Linked DNA regions of Rattus norvegicus: region 1 is linked to region 2. A link is a contact called in public Hi-C data. All regions are on one chromosome and are shown on one strand. Each heading gives the region's core, a stretch centred on a gene start, on an enhancer-like site or on the middle of the called end of the contact. The rest is flanking DNA. Distances are from core to core; before and after follow the strand shown.

Region 1 (3,714 bases), core at 40-2,539, 48 kb before region 2:
CTGGTAGAACTTTTAATTTATTGTAGTTTTGTTTCAGTAGGCTGATTAAAAGTAAAGACACAAGGGGGAGCCAGTTACACTGTATCCGTTAGAACTCAGGTGCTGTGTCTGTTTGGTCTGTAGGGATCACCTGCTCCCACAGTGGATTCCATTGCTAGCAGAATGTCCTGCCATCACCCGAATGTATGAAGAGAATGCACTCCTTCGAGACCACATGACTGTCAATTCCCTTATCCGCATTCTGCAGACCATTCAGGATTTCACCATAGTCTTGGAAGGATCACTAATCAAAGGAGTGGATGTGTAAAGCAGTCGACAGAAACTCTTCATCTACCCCTGGCTCATGACGCTTCCTCAGTTATGGGGACCTATCTGGACCGGTCTGACCATAGCGCGCACTGCGGGGGCAGTGCACTAGAAGCCCCAGATTGAACAGTCTCCACTCTGCAGACAAGGCAAAGTGCTGTGTTGTAGTTCATTTGAACCTGAAATTTAGTATAAAATAGAGTATTTTCATGTGTTAGAAGTGTGTAAATATGCTATCTTTAAGAAATATTACTCTAATAAGATACTTTTCTTAGATTGAATATTCCTGTGACTTAAAATAAGTAGCTTAAAAATGTTGGGGGCGGGGAAAGTGGTGCTAGTCAGGAAGAAGCCAGTAAATGTGTAAATAGTGCAACCCAGGCAGGCTTCTTTTTCCCTCCAGGTCTCACAGAGGAACCAGAATGCTTCGTTCTGAAGCAGCCATCCCTCCTGGAGTCCCATCCTGTGTGCAGTGAATGTATACAGCTTTACATAATGTACAGCAGTCCTCGTTGGTCTTTAAGTTATAAACCATTTAATACATTTGAATTATGAGTCATTTTTCTAGTTTTGGGGAAGTTTTAGTTGGCCCCCAGCAAGGTTTGGTGGCTCACACCTCCAATCCCAGCACTGGGGAGGCAGGGGCAGGGGCATCTGAGTTGCAGGCCAGACAGAGCTACACAAGAGAGAGAGAGAGAGAGAGAGAGAGAGAGAGAGAGAGAGAGAGAGAGAGAGAGAACACAAATACCAGATCCCAAGAGCTTGGCTAATTGGAAAGCAAACACAGAAGCCCTGAGAAGCATGGGCTTAAAACTTCTTTACTTTAGAAAGATTAACCTGGAGGCTTCATTGTTGGCGTTTTTTATTGCTGTTATTTGACAGAACTTTTGAGATAATGAATTTTAGTATTAGTCATATAGCCACAACTGCAAGAAACAGTGTGACTCAGTTCTATTAACTCGGCCATCTAAACTCTGTAACTGGAGTTAATCTACCAGTCCATTCTTTGTTAGGTCCCAGCCACTCCCTCGGTCTGCCCCATCCCCCTCTCAGGAAATGGAAGGAATGTGGAAGAAGGAGGGAGGTCTCAGTGTGATTTGGAATGCTTTTGTGAAGGTATTTGTTGACCATGATAATGCAAATAGCAGAAGCGGTGAGAAAGAACTTAGCCTTTCTGGGTGTTTCAGGGAAATGTAAAGCAATGGCCCAGAGAAGTTAAAAGCCACTGCCTCAGACTGAGGAGTGAATTAGACACAAGAGACAATTCAGGAAGCCTTTAAGTTATACCTTTCTAGTTTGGTAGCTTATTTATTTTTTAAGTTAAGTAAATATGTTAGCAACTACATAAATCTTTATCTTTTTGGTAAGTAAGTTGTGGAACTCTTAATTAAGCACTGATACCTTGTTAGTAGCAAAATTGCCTCAGCAGAGCTCCAGGTTTTATTCCCTGTTGTAGCTGAAAACCAGAGCCATGGCCTCTCAGGATCCGTGTGCAATCTCAGGGCCCTGGGCTCTTGCCAGCCGTGCTGTTTTTCCTTATTTACTGGAAGAAGAGACTAATAGATCAAGTGCCTCATGCCCTTTATCAAAAACTAAGGAAGGGTCTCTGAAGATACATTTACAAACCCATGGAAAGGGCTCAGAATATGTCTCTAGATGACCTGGGTAACCCAGAGGTTTGCTTACCTAAAATAAAGGTGTTTATACTAGAATGAGACTATTCTAGAGACAGATCTACTGTGGGAACATCCAGAAGTTAGATGCCGTCCTTCCCGGGGTTTTACCGTTGTCTTCCCGTGGTGGACTTTTAAGTCAGTATTCCACAGTTGGGTCATTGGTGCAGCCCCTTCCAGACATTATTACCCGATATCATTTCTCCTGTTGAATCTTCAGTCACCTGTACAGATATGAAACTCTATCTCTGTGCTACTTAATGAGGACTGAAACCTAAGTTAATTCATTTTGTTGTTGTTAGTGAAACAGGATCCCATTGTGTATCCCAGGCTGGCCTTGGAACTCCATTTGTAGACCAGGCTCACCTATCTAGAACTCACAGAGATCTACCTCCCTCCACCTCCTGAGTGAGGGGATTGATCTGAGTGCCCTGCCCAGCAAACTGCTCTTAATCTCTTAGGCATTACATCGTTGTAAAAGTGGGGCAGAGTTGTGTTCCAGCTTGAGTTTAAAACTGGTACTTAAAAAAAGAAAAGTAGTAGTAGTAGTACCAAAAAAAAAAAAAAAAAAAAAAAAAAAGGCTTGTTCCACGTGATATCCTTTGGATGGACTAGTGAAATAACTGATTAAAAACACCAAGCATTGTCTCAGAGGTAAGCCTTATGCCTTGGTACAGAATCTGCTCAGACGGCTGGGCCTCATGGGAGCTGCTTGACCGACCCACAGCCCATTCCTTTAAATTTCCCACTGGTCATAAATCTTAGCCTTACAGAATAAATTTAATATGTAGAAACATCATGAGCACTTTAGGGTGTGATAAAAAAGAAAAATGTTCCCACTGAATTTGGGGTTACCTATTGCAAATGATAAAGTAAGACTTTCCATGTGATCTATAACAAACTGAATCAACATGAAAAATACATCACAGCAGTAGCGGATTGCTCAAAACAGTTGCATATGACCACACAAGCTGTAAGGACTTTTGTAAGGACCGTACAACAAATACGTTGTTGTACATCTCTGCTATTTAAAAAAAAAAAAAAAATCACCTCATAGCAAATGAAAACCAAAACGACTCCTTTTGTGTGTGTGTTAGTGCAAATAAATTTATAGCAAATACCAGGGACCAAAATTAATATTCTACATAGTAACTTTAAATAAGTCATTTTAAAATTAAATTGGCAAGGAGAGATGGCTCAGCAGTTAAGAGCACTGGCTGCTTTTCCAGAAGAGGGTTCAGTGGCCAGCACCCACACGGTGACTCACATCCACCAGTCGCTACAGTCCAGAGGATCTGATGTGCTCTTCTAACTCCCTTGGGCACCCAGCGTAGTAAACTTACATACATATAGGCAAAACGCTCATAAAATAAAACTCATCTTTCTTTTTTTTAAGTTTTATTAAGTGTGCAGTGGCTGGGGATGTAGCTCAGTAGTAGAGTGCCTGTGTGGCTTGTACAAAGCCCTGGGTTCTCTCCTCAGCAGGCACAAATAAAATTGCCAAAATTTTTCTTGAGTACCAAACCCTCCAGTCTTAACCTTCATGTCACCTTTCTGGTAGCCTTACAGTGACTTGCATATCACACGTGAAGAGAGCTCCATGCTTTAGGGGGAAGGTACCCCAATACCTCACAATGACTGAGCTTTTCCATGTGAGGAGAAATTGTCAGTTGGAAAGCAGACTGCCAGGAACCCCTGACCTGACCCTGTTTCCCTCTGGGCGTGAAAATTTAAT
Region 2 (3,974 bases), core at 805-3,304:
ACACAGACACAGAGGCACACAGACACACATGCACACAGACACACACAGACACACACACACACACACACAGACATACACACACACACACACACACACACACACACGGTGAAACATAAAGCACAAATCAGAAATGTATGCCCAGTGCTGTTTGTCAGCAATGGAAGTTTGGAAAGTTTTGTTTACTTTTATTTTTTGTTTTTTTCAAGACAGGGTAGCCTTGGCTGTGCTAGAACTCACACTGTAGATCAGGCTTGCCAAGAACCCAAAGAGATCTGCCTGTGACTGCTTCCAAAGTGTAGGGGTTAAAGATGTACACAACCACAGTCAGGCTGGAAACACTTTTTAAAGCTGTCAGATTTTATTACCTAGGGACAAAGATGGCAATTAAAGATCACGATAACCCCCAAACTCCTTTTAGGTCAAATGCAAAAACTGTAAGGTATTTTAACTTGAAACAAGTCAATAGTAGATTTAAAAAAATTGAATATTTTACAAGTAGGTACTAAGAATCTATCAAGTGTCGGGCATTGTTTTAGGCGGCTGTACACAAATATAAGAAAAAATCTTTGCCTTTAAGAGTTGCATTTTAGTGGGAGTTGCCAGGTTTCTTTATTCCCCTCCTTCAGAGGAATGGTGTTGTAGAACTTTTAAAAAAGTTGGGGTCTTTAGAAGTAGGTTTGGATTGTATTGGAGGAATTAGCTGTAAAATTAAAGTAGCATTTCAGAAATATTTGTTTGAATCTGCATAGTTGGCTCTACAGCAAAAGCAGGGAATCTTGTCAGTTTTTTTTTAGTTGATTTTCACACTTTGCAGCAAGGGACCAGTATCAAGTTCTGGGGGAAAACGTTCTTTTTCCTACCCATCCTCTCAGGGTCACTGAACCAGGTGTTATGTGTTGCTGGGCTTAAGGAGTATCACAACTATACTTCCATTTCTTACTTTTTCATCTGAAAAGTTACTTCAGGGTCTTCCTCCCTCCTCATTCTCCGGAACCTCCCTTTTCTTTGTTTTCTCTAGATTACTCCCTTTCTTCTAGATCCCTTTTTAATTTTCTTAGGAACATTTAGATGTTAGATTATTGTATATCCCCCAAGGAATGGTGTGTATTTTGCTTCCATTTTCTCCCCTCACAAGCGGTTTTTCAGGGCAGAGGAGCTCTCTTCATGGCTGGAGGATTTGTGTGTTTTCAGAAAGTGGCACCATTCCCACGGTAATTACCACCATGAAATTCGCAGAGGCTTGAAAACCTCAGTCCAAGTGAGCAAAGGAAAAAAAAAAAACAAAAAAAACAAAACCCAGTTATGGGTTGGGTCATGTTTGAGAGGGACAAGTGGGAATTAGTGAATGGGCCACGTCAAAATGGGGGCTTTATTAAACGACTCATTAAAACCACAAAAAACCCGAAACCTCTGTTGGAGAAATGAAAATTTATTTACATCTGGTGTGCGGAGTGAGTTTGCAGAAGTCGGATCTCGCCTTCAGGCGGTCAGGCTTGAAAGTACCAGTTGAGCAGTCTCACCCAGCCAGGCCCTGAAAGACAAAACGTTAAAGCTCACCTTCAAACAGAATTTAGGAAAGATGGAGACAAGTACAAACTAAGTGGGCGCTTCCACGGCAACTTTCGCTGCCACCTCAAGCTAGAAACTGGGCATAGGTGCGGGAATGCTGCAAAAGCAGCTTCCAGAACTTTCCAAGCTCGGTAGCGTCCCGATGGGTGCCGTTGGGTGAGGACAACCCTCACCTTTACACCTTTCGCGTCCTGCCACGCCCCCGCGTCGCCTCCTTCCCCCGGGCGTTTGTTTACGTGACGTTGCGTAGTAGGCAGGCCCCGCCCCCGTCCCTGCGGGCCGCCGCGTTTCCCGCGCCTCGCCGCTTCTCCCCTTAAAAGGACAATAGAGGCCGCGGGGACGCGCGCGGACGCCCTGCCCTCTCCCCGCCCAGCCCACGGCGCGCACGCGCCCGTATGCAAATAAGCTCGATTCAAGAGAATTTGGTCCCGGGAGCCGCGCCTGCGCAGAGGGAAAGCGGAATCTATACCTCCGTCCGCGGTAGCAACTGAAGAACTGCTGGAGACAATCTTTCTGGACTCGGCGCTGGCGGAGGGAGTGCTTGCAGGGGGTTGGCCTGGTGCAGTTTGCACCGTGGGGACGCTGCTGCGCGTGGAAGGTGAGTGATTCTAGTCTGGACACCGGTGCAAAACTGTCTCCGAGGTTTTGCTTTCTGTGATTTTTTTTCTTTCCTCCCTTTACCTCCCCCGCCTCCTCCGTCCTTCCCATACACAAACACACAGGAAGTTTTGTCTTGGAGATGGCATTGCGGGGAGCGCTGTCCTCGTGCTCTCCGGACTCCAGAGTCTTTTGTACAGAGGTGTTGGAGATGCGCTTCTTAATTGGGGAGGATATTTGAGGTAAACCGAAAGTCAGGGTGTGGGGAAAGTGAGTGCAGCGTGGAAACGAACGAGCAGCGGCGGACTTGCATCCACGCTGAAGGTGACAATGACTTTTCTCAGTCGTAGTGTTCTCTGCCGACCCGGAGAGCAGGGTCCGGGTCTCAGATCCCGTGTGGGCTCCGGCCGGGGGCTCGGGCGCCGCGTGCACCCGCGTGTTGCGCTCCCGCGCCGCTCGCGATGGTTTGCACGCGGGTGAACAACAAAGCCGGAGCTCGGAAACTAACTTGCCACTGCCTGGAGCCGGCGGCCACACAGGCTGAAAGCAGCCGGTGAGGGCCAGCGCCGGGGTTGCGCGACGCACGCGGCGTGGCGTTGTTGGAGAAGTCCGCAGGGACGCGGCTGCGACAATGAGCGCGCAGCACGCGGTCTTTGCACTCGGCCGGTGCCGAGTGGTCTCTGCAGCCCAAAGTTCGCTGTCCGTCTGGTCACCTGTAGCGTGGGTGCGGGCGACACGGGAGGGGTGGCAGTGTCCTGCGGAACCAAGCCCTGAGGATGAAGGCTGCGGCGCGGTCCGCTGCGTGAGGCACCCAACTCTTTTTTTTTTTTTTCTTTTTGTGTGTGTGCTTCACCTGACAAGCCACGTGCTTAGGGCCGCGACCGTGCTGCATCCGAGTGTCCAGCCCCGAGTGAGTCCCGGGCTGCGGTCGCCGTCGGGGCTATCGGGAGCAGGACAATGTGATTTCCTGGTGATGGCGTCTTGCCAGTTTCCAAAGCACAGCGAAAGTCGCCAACTCGCTGCATACGCGCAGCGGCGGGGACCTCTGGGCGTTTCTCATCCGGGACTCCGCAAAAGTTTGGCCCCAGGGGTCGGCGGCAGAGGACACCCGAGCTCGCGTGGATCCTGGTCGCGGGTCCCGGTCGCCCCGACGTTGCCGATGCCGCCGGACAACAAAGGGCCGCGTGTGCCCGAGCGACGCGGGCCGGGCGGGGCGCGGGGCGGCTTTTGTCCCTCAGGTCCTCTCGGAAACTTCAGCGGCGGCGCAGCGAGGCTGTGTCCGTGGGGGCGCCTCGGCCTGCGGGTCACCCATGCGGCGCGACGGAGCGCTGCTCGGCGGGGCGCACGCGTGGCTGGGGCTCCGAGTCACGGGAGGCCGCGTCTGGGAGGTCCGTGCATCCGCCTTTGAAGTGGAACTGTTGCCATGTTTGAATTACGTCAGGCCGAGCGTGCGGAGCGGCCCGGGAGCAGAGGCGCGGCCTTCGGGCGGCGCCGGCGGGGCGCGGGCCGTTGTTCCAGCGCAGGTGAGGGCGGCGGGCGGCGCATGGTGCCGGGGGACTCTGCAGCGCTGGGCTCCCTGGAGGAGTAGCGCTCCGCGCCCTACCCTAGCACCTCCGACTACTCGCGGGGAAGTTTCGGGGCGCCGGCTCTCGCTCCTCCTGGAAGCCGGGACTGAGGAGGAACTAGGGGGTGCGTGCCGCCTTTGTGTGTTTACACGTGGGGCCATCGGCGAGACGCAGTGCAGGTTGGGCTGGGCTGCTTTTGAGGACCGTGCAGTTCTGGTAAACAGCACCCCAGTCCGCCTCTTG

Evidence for each region. Hi-C and Micro-C count contacts between places; a contact is called where the count stands out from the background.
Region 1: a contact with region 2 is called in a Hi-C map of the A7r5 cell line, with 2.8 times the contacts expected there. The contact joins the enhancer-like site here to the promoter of Sinhcaf in region 2. A contact is called at or near these places in 2 of 12 Hi-C or Micro-C datasets (the A7r5 cell line and Schwann cells).

What each region holds. Positions count from the first base shown.
Region 1 is chr4:183,689,821-183,693,534 of GRCr8, reverse strand. It overlaps Dennd5b (DENN domain containing 5B), which reads left to right. Exons shown (of 22, transcript XM_039108925.2): 22 at 124-3,714. The coding sequence ends at 307. Among named protein-coding and RNA genes, the nearest start is that of Sinhcaf, 47 kb to the right of the region's middle. Within about 2 kb of position 1,289, at least 12 of the 93 cell types and tissues checked have an H3K27ac peak or open chromatin away from gene starts, as enhancers often do. A contact at or near this core is called in the A7r5 cell line, where this site is marked.
Region 2 is chr4:183,642,708-183,646,681 of GRCr8, reverse strand. It overlaps Sinhcaf (SIN3-HDAC complex associated factor), which reads left to right and starts at 2,054. Exons shown (of 6, transcript NM_001134712.1): 1 at 2,054-2,167. LOC134486897 reads right to left here and starts at 3,191. Exons shown (of 3, transcript XM_063287016.1): 1 at 3,049-3,191; 2 at 1,743-3,013; 3 at 1,414-1,531. The coding sequence starts at 3,191. The coding sequence ends at 1,488.